Linked DNA regions of Zea mays: regions 2 and 3 are each linked to region 1. A link is a contact called in public Hi-C data. All regions are on one chromosome and are shown on one strand. The core of a region is the stretch at or near the end of the contact, and the rest is flanking DNA. Distances in the headings are between cores, read along the strand shown. Region 1 holds the start of LOC103635843 (CBL-interacting protein kinase 19). Region 2 holds the start of LOC100282086 (seed specific protein Bn15D17A). Region 3 has its middle 59 kb from the start of LOC100282086.

What was found. Hi-C and Micro-C count contacts between places; a contact is called where the count stands out from the background.
Region 2: a Hi-C map of bundle sheath shows a contact between it and region 1, with 3 times the contacts expected there. The contact joins the promoter of LOC100282086 here to the promoter of LOC103635843 in region 1. A contact is called at or near these places in 3 of 25 Hi-C or Micro-C datasets (bundle sheath, ear and tassel).
Region 3: a contact with region 1 is called in a Hi-C map of tassel, with 4 times the contacts expected there. The contact joins the enhancer-like site here to the promoter of LOC103635843 in region 1. A contact is called at or near these places in 2 of 25 Hi-C or Micro-C datasets (ear and tassel).

The regions. Positions count from the first base shown.
Region 1 is chr8:126,300,393-126,304,271 of Zm-B73-REFERENCE-NAM-5.0, forward strand. LOC103635843 (CBL-interacting protein kinase 19) reads right to left here and starts at 1,606. Exons shown (of 1, transcript XM_008658222.3): 1 at 1-1,606. The coding sequence starts at 1,363. LOC100274493 reads right to left here. Exons shown (of 10, transcript NM_001365847.1): 9 at 3,846-3,879; 10 at 3,470-3,764. The coding sequence ends at 3,731.
Region 2 is chr8:126,647,052-126,650,930 of Zm-B73-REFERENCE-NAM-5.0, forward strand. It overlaps LOC100282086 (seed specific protein Bn15D17A), which reads right to left and starts at 2,091. Exons shown (of 1, transcript NM_001154999.2): 1 at 728-2,091. The coding sequence starts at 2,018. The coding sequence ends at 1,077.
Region 3 is chr8:126,588,360-126,592,238 of Zm-B73-REFERENCE-NAM-5.0, forward strand. No RefSeq gene overlaps it. Among protein-coding and RNA genes, the nearest start is that of LOC100282086, 59 kb to the right of the region's middle. Within about 2 kb of position 1,657, at least 12 of the 20 cell types and tissues checked have an H3K27ac peak or open chromatin away from gene starts, as enhancers often do. A contact at or near this core is called in ear and tassel, where this site is marked.

The DNA of each region.
Region 1 (3,879 bases), core at 356-2,855:
TCGTCAGTGGACCCTTCTCGCCTTCTCTCGTGCCTTCCAGGCTCACCCGCCAATCCTTCCGCCGAACTGCAAAGCTCTTCACCTTGGCGATCTCCTCCAGTTTCGTTATGATCGTTTGCATGGGATGTGCCGAGACGAATCTCACTTCATTGCCTCGCTCCTCGAACAACCCCGACAGATTGAATCCCCTTGAGAACGAGATGATATCGAACGCGTTTAGACTTACCGGCCGTGGGAGAGATCCGACAGGCCGTCTCCTCTCCTCTGATGACAATGTGGCTGGGCAGGACGCTACGGAGGAGTCTGACTCCCAGCCAGAATCATCGCCGTCGTCCTCTTTCTGTGGTGGTGGTGGTGGCGGGGGAGGGGGAGGTGGGGGTGGAGGCTCACTGTCACTGGGCCCCAGTTCTTCCAGCGCCTCAGCCTCACTGTCTGCCAAGCTGTGCACTTGGTCATCCTCGACGTAGAACCTGACCGGCCGGAACCCTTTCTTAAACCACCTGCTCTCAATTATCTGAGCCACCGTGATCCTGGTCTCCGGGTTCGTGTCAAGGAGCTGATTCATTAGACAGCTAAGATCCTTGGAAAACCATCTCGGGCACCGGAATTCCCCCCTGTAGATCTTACGGTACATCGCCATGAGGTTCTGGTCGTGGAAAGGGAGGTAGCCAGCCATGAGCACGAACAGGATGACACCGCACGACCATATGTCCGCCTTGGCGCCGTCGTAGCCGCGGCGCGCGAGCACCTCCGGAGCGACGTATGACGGCGTGCCACAGAAGGTGTGGAGGAGGCCGTCGGGGTGGAACTGGTCGGCGACCGCCGAGAGGCCGAAGTCGGAGACCTTGAGGTCGCCGCGCTCGTCGACGAGGAGATTCTCGGGCTTGAGGTCGCGGTGGAAGACGCCGCGGGCGTGGCAGAAGCCGACGGCGGAGATGAGCTGCTGGAAGTACCTGCGCGCGGTGTCCTCCTTGAGGCGGCCCTTGGCGACGCGCGCGAAGAGCTCCCCGCCGCGGACGAACTCCATGACGAAGTAGATCTTGGACCTGGTGGCCATGACCTCGAAGAGGCGGACGATGTTGGGGTGGCGCACGCGGCGGAGGATGGCGATCTCGCGCTTGATGTGCGGGACGAGGCCGTTGCGCAGGGCCTTCTCCTTGTCGAGCACCTTGATGGCGACGGTCTCGCCGGTGTCGTCGGCGTGGCGGGCGTGGTACACCTTGGCGAAGGTGCCGTGGCCGAGCAGGCGGCCCAGCTCGTAGCGCCCCAGCAGGAGGCCCCCGCGCTTGGCGGGCCCCGAGGAGGAGGCCGGCCGCCGGGGCTGCGGTGACGCGTCCCACGACGGCGGCGGGGTGGCGGCCATCAGGTAGAGGAGGAGGTCAGGCGCGCGGAGAAACGGAGCGGAAGGCAGAATGGCCGATTAGGTGGTGGTGGTAGCGAGGGCACCGGAGCGCGCGGGAGGAAGGTGATGGGTGGCCGGCCGGCATTGGAGGGGGCAACAGCCCGGATACTGCCTGTTTATTTTGCTCCGCGGCTCTGGCTGTTTACCTGCCCTACTCAAGTCAAACTTGGGCCAGAAATAAATTGATAGATGCAACTCCAGAGGTTGTATCTGCAAGTGTACCATCATATAGAGTATTTCCACGGTATATTTGTAGTAATTGTAAAGAACGGTGTCATAGTTTATGGGTGAGATATGGGTTTGGAGGTTTTTTGACATGCCTAAAAATATCTTCTAAGGGCTAGTTTGGGAACCTCAATTTTTTAAGAGTTTTCTATTTTTTATAGGAAAATGAACTAATTTTCCTTTAGAAATTAGAGATCTCTTGGGAAATTGGGATTTACAAACTGGCCCTAAATATAATGTTCAGGGCTGCTTGTCGGTGGAATAATTGCAAATGAACCGTGTGCATCCATTGGCTGAAAAAAATGCAAGAAAAAGAGCTGGTAATACTATACCCATCCGGATAATAGACGGTCAGTATCATATACGTTAACGTGGAAACGTATACTATTTGCATTTCCAGCCGGGGTTGAAATGCAAAGAACCGAAGAAGCTAGGGATGGTTTTTATAAAAGAATACGGGCAACGAGAACGAGTCAACGACCGCAGCGTGCTACGTGCCCAGCGGTGACAGATGGCGTCCGGCGGTGCAGCCGAGAGCCGACATACGCGGAGCATTCTGGGCGGCACAGCACAGCCGAGGCCGGTGCACGTCACATCGGCATCTACGGAAGATTTCCGGGCGGGCTGGAGACTTCGGAGAGCAACGGGCACCGACCGCCGACGAGTTGACAAATTAGACTGGATCCAGTGTCAGCAGCTCGTATCAAGCTATAATCATTGTATAGAGTACGTTAACCTACATCCATATTAGCGTCATATTTTTTTTTGACGAACACTTATTTAAGAAGAAACATACCATTTCGTTTCAAAAAAATATATTGAGCACATAATTCAAACAAAGCAAAAACAAATTAAAACTATATAGTTCGTAAAAAATGACAGTACTACGACTTACCATTCTCATCCGTCTCTTCCGTATTTTCTTCTTAATCTAGTTTTAACTTGTTGATCATTTTTTCCACGACCAACATATATGGCCCTTCTTATGGCATCATATATGACGTCGAACACCTACGCGGCTGACGTAGAACCAGGCTCTCGTAGTGTAGGCGAGCCCCATGGCGACATGCCGACCTCGAGGCAGAGCCCGAGCGCCAGGTAGCCGGCGACGCTGGAAGCAGGATGGCCGCGCAGGTTCTTCCATCGTGGAAGAGCGAGACCGAAGATAGAATGAACACTCAGTCTATACTGAATGAGAAGGGCAATGCGGTCAATCCGCGACTTGTAATCGTCGAGGCATCGGTATTAGAGGGGATAGCGTGTCTTGGTGTCATTTTTGAAAGAGTACGCATCACGTCTCTAAATATATCGTTAGAGTATCTCCAACCATATCTTAAATTAGTGCATTAAATTTAAATATAAAGCTCTACGCACAAAAAATCACTCGAGCAATGTTTTGTTTTATAAAATTTAGTTAAAAATTATATAGCGCTTTCTCAAATATCTCAAATATACTACATTGTAGTATACTACCATATAATCTAGATTTAAGGTTTTATTGCTGGAACAACATATTTTTTTGTGTTCTAAATTCTATAAGTTATACTCCATTTTAAATTATAGAGCATTTTTTATGCAATTACGTCATTAGGAGTCCTATGAATATAAAACTCGAGTGACCTCTCCAAATTAAGCATTCCTCCGTATTTTCTATGTTTGTTGTGTTCTTCACTTCTTCTCGACCCTTGAGATCCGTAATTCGGCCGGCTAGGTAACACGGTGACGTTCTCGACGCAAGATGCTTGAGCCAAGCCATAGCGCCATAGCAAAGACGTCACTCCAAACAAATTGGATTCGATGGATTTCATGAATCAGGTCCAGGAACATTCGACCTTCACCTGATTTGGAGAAACTTTTAAATTCAGAAAATCTCCATACAAGTATTTTTTTTCAGTCTTACATTATCATTATTATTGCGCTGCTTATAGGCATTCTATAGAGCCACCCATACGGTGGAAAGGTTACTGCAATACAGGCAGTCCAACGAATCTATACAAATACAACTTCTGGTACCACGGGTAATACTAATGCACGGTTACACTACAATAGCAATGTAGTGCAGAACTACAGATTCCTGAAGACACTCAGGCGTTCAATCCAGTCTCAGGAGAAGATGTAGACCTCCTCAAACGATTTCCTACCAAAAATACACGCATTAGTCTAACTGAACAATGGATTGTACGTACATTTGTTAGGGGGTAAAGATACAGAGACTCACGATTTTTTCCCGGTAAATGTCGGACTGTAGTTGT
Region 2 (3,879 bases), core at 841-3,340, 350 kb after region 1:
GATCATGTGTCATGAATCATCATATGTGTGAGACTTGGTCCCATCACACCTGGTGATTATGTTCGCGCCCGGGTCTTGGTGCCCCGAAACCCGGGTGTGACAGGTCTGTTGCCACCACATGTCTAAGGGTCTGTTTGGTTGGGCTGTGGCTGTGAAAAAAGCTGTTGTGGGCTGTGAGCTGTTAAAAAGCTGTTGTGGGTTGTGAGCTGTTAAAAAGCTAAAAACCGTTTGGTGGAAACCATTAAAAGCCGTTAAAAGTTTTTCGATATATGTTTTCACAGTTTCATCCGAAAGCTACTAAAAACAGGTCCAGAGGTGCTTTCAGTTTTACACTGCGAGAAAGTCAGCTTTTAGAAAAAGCTACATTCTGGATCCAGCCCTTTAGTTTGATTTTTGGCTTTTAGGCCAAAAGTCAAACCAAACACACCCTAAGTCATCACGGCTGGGGCTCGAACACTCTCGGGCATGTCCCGGACCCCTAGCCAAGATGGGTCTTGGGATGCCAGGTCGCACCCCTAGCCAAGATGGGTCTTGGGATGCCAGGTCGCCAAGTATGTTCCCTGCCCAGGCAAGGGTCCAAACTGATTTAGATGATAGTTAGAAATATTAAATATAATTTAATTTCAAAATTAATTGCACAGATAAATACTAAATGACAAAATGAACCTACTAAGTCCTAATTAGTCCATGATGTATGTCTATGTGATGCTACAACCAACATTAATTTGTCTACTAATGTTTAGTCTTCATTTATATAATTAATTTTTAAATATACTACATATAATACTTATAACTGGCATTTAAACATTCGATATAAGAACTAAACCGAGTAACCAAACGCCCTCTTTGATCGGGGAACCAAACCCCCTCTACCTGAGTAATTGTGCAGTCCATCAACTTTTACAGTTAAAGACAAGAAGAAAAATTGAAAAAGATAAACAAAACCTAGAAAATTTGAAGTTGGCTACTGTGTGTCTCCTGGCACCCGGGGGTCCAAAAGCTTATTTTTAAGCAAACACCGCAGGCGCAGGGTCGCAAAACTGCTCTATTCGTTTAGGTGCGAGCTGTGCCTGTGCTTAGGCGGCCGGCAGCTGCAGCCGCAGGCCGATGAGGCTCGATGCCGCGCTCAAGCCGCTCTTGTCGCAGCGCGACGACCTCGGCTGCTGCCTGACGACAGGCTCGAACCCAAGCGTGAGCTCGAGCCCAACCTCCTCTTCCTCCTGATCCGCTACCAGCACCTGGCTCTGGCTGCTGGCTGGCGGCTCAGCCTCGGCTTGGCTCACGTGTGAGGCCGCCTCCACGTCGGTGTCCTCCTCCGACCACCCCTGCAGCTGCAGGTGGTGGTCGTGGCTGCCGGCGGACTCCTCGCCGTGTTCTGGCTCGACGACCATCGGCACCGGCTGCAGCTCCTCCGCCTCTCGTTGTTGCGTCGGGGGAGGGCTGGGCGACGCGCGTTCGTTGTTGCCGGCCTTGCCCTCGAGCTCGAGGGGCAGGGGCTTCGCCTTGGAGGCGTTGGAAGACGAACCCGCGCGCTTGAACCTCTTGCGGCCGGCGCGGAGGAGGTCGGCGGCGGTGGCGTCGGGATCCCTGGGGACGTGGCGGATGTCGAAGGCGGCCGGCGGCGGCGGCCTGGCGCCGGCGAGCAGCGGCGGGGCAGCGGCGGCGTCGGACCCGGCGTCGACCTGCACGACGGGGTCCCCCCTGAGCACGGCCTCGACGGCGTCGGCGCACCTGTGCCACTGGCGCGACCAGAGCAGGCCGACGGAGCCGTAGACCGGGTTGACGATGCGGCCGCACGCCTCGTAGAGCAGGGAGCGGAAGACCGCGGGGCGGACGCCGTCGTCGGGCGCGGCGGCGAGCAGGTTGAGCAGGCCCGCCCGGCCGTAGAACTTTGCGAGGAAGACGGTGGCGTTGGCCTGCGCCTCGGGGGCCTCGATCCACTGCAGGCAGGGGCGGATGGTGCAGGCGTCGCCGCAGCCCTTGCGCAGGACGCGGCAGCCATTGCAGCTCATCCGCATCTTCGCTCCTCCCGGTGGTGGGCGCACAGATCGCGAGCTTTTGCTACCCGGCCGCGCGCGCGCCCAAGTTGTTGGAGAGGGAGGGGGTGGGGGTGGGCGTTTTTTTATAAGCGGAGACTGGACGGAGAGAGCAGTGGGCTGCTCCTGCCTGGGTTGGGCGCCAGTGGTTTTGGAGAGGTGGGGGAAGGCGGATTCGGCGCCGCGGGGGAATGGATGGACTGCGACTGGCCGAGTGCGAGCCTGAGCTTGTGTGGCGCCCGTCGCGGGGTCGGTGCTTCTGCTTGCTGCCCAGTGCCCACCCTTTGCAAGAAGCCGCGTCCGCGAAGAAACTGGAGGCGGCAGAAGAATCCAAAAGTGCAAGGCGCCGCCGCGCGCGGCCTCTACATTTATAGATTTATAGATGGCCAAATGGGCGGCCCGGCACTGGCACGACCAGGTATGGCACGGTTAGGGCACGACCCGTTTAGCACGATTAGTAACCTTGTCGTGCTGGCCCGGCACTAGTGCCTGAACCCAGGCTCAGACACGGCACTAAGGATCCTTAGCCGTGCCGTGCCGGCACGGCAGGCACGACCAGCCCATAGTGCCAGGGCCGGCTCGGGCACTACAACAGAAAACACACAAACCACGGAAAATCACAGAAACACATCCATTCACTGATTCACAAATTAACACACAGTTAAACATACTAAAATACCTAATACTGAGCTGTTTAGTGCAATGGCTGTCTCATTAAAAACCTATCTAGTTAAAAACCCACCCTTGTGAGAAAACCCTAGATAGGAAAAAAGAGTACAGCCCACAGCTCTTTTAGTTTTCTTACATATCACAGAGTTACAGTGTACAGTTTAGTTACAGCCTTACAGGCACAAGCTGAAGTATGCAAACTAGCTAAATAAGATCACTCTTGGACATGTGGTTGTGGATCAGTAGGTGTCTGAGATTGAGATTGAGAGGACCCTGGAGTGTCAACTGGAACTTGTTCATCATCAAGATATAGATCAGAGAATGAGTCTTCAAGTTCTTTGTTCTCAACAGTATGTTGGGTCCTTGCATTCCCTTCCTCCCAGTCCTTGATGCAGGTCAGCATCTCGACCATCTCCGAGGTCAGTCGACGCTCCTCGATAATCCTGCCACCATCAACAACCTTATATATCTTGTCAAAATCATTCCAAACATCAGATGTGGAAGCTCTATTTCTTACCCGAGAACTTGTAGGTGTGTCTGTCCCCCCAGCCTGTTCCACAGTAGAGTCAGGATCTATATTGATGGGCTCCGTTGAAGGAACTGCAGCCTCACTACCGCCAGTTTGTGCAGGCACAGGCACGGTGTCGTCGTCGGCCATCAAGCACAGATCACAAGCACAGAGGCATAGAACACCAGATCACAATCACAGAGGCACAAAGCTGGAGCACCAGATCGGCCCCTCACGGCTACAATCACAGAACAAAGAACAGATCACACAAACAAGCATCAGATTAATAACTTACCAAAGGTCCAAAGCCGGAGCACCAGATCGGTCCCTCACGGATCCAACCTCCAAACACAGAACAAGGCGCAAGGCGGTATAATAGATTAGGGTTCGTCGGTTTGAACAAGATCCAGAGGCGACAAACACAAAGTAGAAGCACAAGCAAACCGCAAATGATTAGCAACTTACCAAAGCCGGACCGGAGCACCAGATCGATACCTCACGGCTCCAACCTTCAATTCGGGTAGGGTTAAAGCACGGTTAGGGTTCGTCACAGAACAATCACAGAACAGCCTCAGATCTAGACGCGAAAAACACAAATCAGAAGAACAAGCACGTGATTAGCAACTTACCAAAGCCGGAGCACCAGATCCAACCCCGACGGCACGA
Region 3 (3,879 bases), core at 407-2,906, 290 kb after region 1:
CTCTCTCAGCAACAACCTGGTGAAGGAAAGTGTCATCTGACCTATCATGTCCTACATACTCTATAATTCACTGTCCCGCATTACTTTATGAAACCTAAGGATTGACTAGCTTTGTATTTACGTTATCCTTGTTTACCTTTTGGGTAATCATGGTTAGCATCTTGCTTTTGCTTTACTTTAATCAATGAACATGATGTGAACATTTATGATACGATATTGTTATCTTGATTATGCTGATGATCTTGTGATACTTTAGGGGCTCAGGCCTTTTTCCTGAGTACCTCTCCGTAAGGACCTGTTCGTGGAGTGACCACCCGGGATAACAGTGCAACCATGAGGGTGGAATGGGACGCCCTTAGCTGAATAATTAGATGAACCTGGGGGTGTAGTTGGCTTTGCCTGAGGGCCGTCAATTGGGGCCGGGGCGTAGTGCTCGCTCTGCCAAGGGGGGTGCAGAGGTTCATTCGATTTGGTTTTGTTAGTCACCCACCTTGGGGAGGTGTACTGCGTTTGTACAACTGGCGAAACCTAACGAGCAGCTATGCACTAGGGGAGTCTTTGTAAAGGCTACGTAGTGTATCCCTGGCCATTCACCTCGGTAGTGAAGATCGGGTCTGTACAACCCAGGCTGGAAAGGGATCACGACTCATGGGTAAAGTGTGCAACCTGTGCAGAGTGTTAGAAACTGGTATATCAGCTGAGCTCACGGTTAAGAGTAGCCTAGGGATCCTCTTTGATTAGAAGAACTTTGGATACTTTTATGTTGATGGTTAACAATGATGTTATAAAACTGATCTCTGGTATTTTCCTCTTTTGAGGGAGTACTTTTGGGTAATAACTGGGTTTATGACTAAAACTTGGCTCTACTAATAACAATAAATACTTGACCAACTAAAAGCAACTGCTTGAGCTTAACCCCACATAAAGCTAGTCCACCTCAGCCAAACGGGACATTTGCTGAGTACGTTGATGTGTACTCACCCTTGCTTTACAAACCACCTCACCCCAAGTTGTCCCCATTGTACTCAGTGCTCAGGAGGTGATGCTGGCAACATGGAGTACTTCGAGGAGTTCCAGAATTACGGCGAGTTTTAGTTTATCTTAGTGGCAAACCCCCAGTCAGTTGCCTGTGTAGGCTTATCATCTACGTTTCGTTTCTCCGCACTTTGATATTTATGTTAAAGACAATGGTTATATATTAGACTCTGTGGATGTCTTGGACATCTTGATGTAATTAAAGTACCTTTCCGCTATTTATTTCGAGCGTTGTGTGATGATGTCTAAGTATGTAATCGCTGTGTACGTGGGTTTCTGATCCTGGCACGTACATGGTTCGCATTCGGTTTCTCTTCTAAAAGTGGGTGTGACAATGTTCATACTAGTTTGATTATGATAGTTCATTATTCATGATTATGTTCATACAAGAGCATGTACTTGCAATGAATTTGTTCATGGTAGTCAGGGGTGGATTTACCGCCCAGTGACCATGGGCAGTCGCCTGGGCTTTAGGCATGTGCGTAGTAGAGTATGGATTCAATTTTAATGTGAAACATACAAAAATACAGAGGCAGAACCGCCAGCCATAGAGTGGAGGCCTAGCCACGATCCAACAAATAACCAAATCACAGCCCACTAACCCGATGACAGATGGCCCACGAATGGACTATTAGCCTAGCTTGTTGGATTGGACACATGCACGTGACGTACAACTCCTTGCCTCCTTGCTACAGCCTGCTCTTTGTCCCCTGACAACGATTCATCTCTTGTTTGTTGTTTCGACGGTGAGTCGGCGACACTCCCAATTCCACCTAAGGGCTGATTTGGTGCTTGGTGATCCCCAGGGAAAAAAATTCTCTTACTATTCAAAATTGAATTGCAAGGGAATTCCTCCCCATGGATCCCCTCGGGATCCCTAATCACCAAATCAGACCTAAATGTTGGGCTGCTGGGCAAGATTGGCAGTGGGTTGTTCGGAGGTGGCCGTTGGCGAACCGTGAGATTGTGGCCGAGCCGACAAACCACTGTTGCTGCTGGCTGCTGTAAAGTCTGCAAATGCAAGCACAGCAAGTCGACGAAGTCGTCGGGTAAAACTGAGGTAAAAAATAATAGTAGATTTTTTTGCATAAACTTTATTAAAAATAGATCATTTGCAATGTCAACTTATTTGTGTCAAAGATTTGAGATGGGAATTTTTATTGTGAATTTCATGAATCAAGAATGAGGCGATCCTTAGTTCATCTACGAAACCATGGCAGTGGACCTGTGCCTGCTAATGCTATAGGAACTCGGGATGATCCTCATCCACATCAAAACAATAACATGGGTAATATTGAGTTCAATCCAGATGAGATTATATGTGATCCTGCTCTTAGAAAGAAAATTTATGAGTATGCTATTGAAATTCAAGATCAAGTTAGAAGGGCATATATATTGAAGGGCCCAACACAACCTTCTTTGAATATTCCCTTTACACAATTTGGATGTGATTTATGAGCCTTTTCCTTATACTGGTATAAGAAATATAATTGGCTAGAATACAGTGAATCTACTGAAGCTGCATTTTGCTTTGATTGCTTCCTATTTAAGCAACCTGGAAGGGCATAACACTTTAGCTATGATGTGTTTGCTAAAAAAGGATTGACTGACTGGAAACATGCATATAAATCACTGCCTCAACATGTTCGTGGTGTAGGTAGTGCTCACAATCAGTGTGTTCAGAAATGCGATGATTTTAAAAATTAGAGATAAAGTGTGGCAAGTGTGGTTGCTGGTGCTAGACAGCTAGCAGAAGAATTGTACCAAATCTGCTTGAGTTCTACTCTTCTATGTTCAAGTTATCTCTTAGGGCAAGGCATGGCTTTTTGTGGACATCATGAATCCTCTACCTCTTTAACCAGAGGTAACCTTTTAGAGTTGATAGACTGGCTCAAAGATAGCAATGAAGAAGTGAGAAACGCTTTTGACCATGGTGGATTAAATTGTAAAATGACTTCCCCTGATGTTCTGATGTTCAAAAGGATCTTGCAAAAACTTGTGTAGAAGAAATAACTGACATGATTATGAGATCTTAGTGATAGACATTTTGCCATACTTATTGATGAATCATGTGGTATATCGGTTAAAGAGAAAATGGCAGTTTTTTAAGGTTAGTAGCAAGTTTATTATGTTATTTCATATTATTACACTATTGAAACTTCATCTTTATTAATACTTTTTTCTATTTTAGATATGTGAATTCTCAAGGGAACGTTAAAGAGCGATTTCTTGCTCTTGTACATGTGACTGACACTAGAGCAGATGCATTAAAGGGTTTTTTTTATTTGGTATTCTTGATCGAAACAAATTATATAAATTGCATAACAAAATTTCTGATGATTGGTTTAACAACTTGATGGTATGCTACATTGAACGTGAGCTATATAAGTCACTTGATGAAGATATCATTCTTCGACGATTTCAAGGCTTGAAGACTAGAGAAATGCAGTTGCCTCGTAACCGTAGGCTTGAATAGTCATAACATTTGTGGTATATTTTATTCTCTTTCACTTCCATGTCTATATTTTTATAATATAAGATAAACTAATCCATATTTATATTTTTAGGTTAATTTTGGAGGTGAGGTTTAACTATGGATTATCTCCAGGACTCCAGGCTTTGCTCTTGTTTCTATTACCCATCAACCAATAATATATTTTTTAATTCCGCATTTTAATCGTTCAATATTTTGTACTATTTGTATTGAACCATAGTTTGGACGAAAACTATCACAATTATCAACTTTGCTTATATAATATAAATAATTTATGTGTGTGTTAGTTGTGTGTAGGCTTACGGCTCGCCCGGGCTCTAGGAACTTCCTAGCTCCGCCACTAACACTAG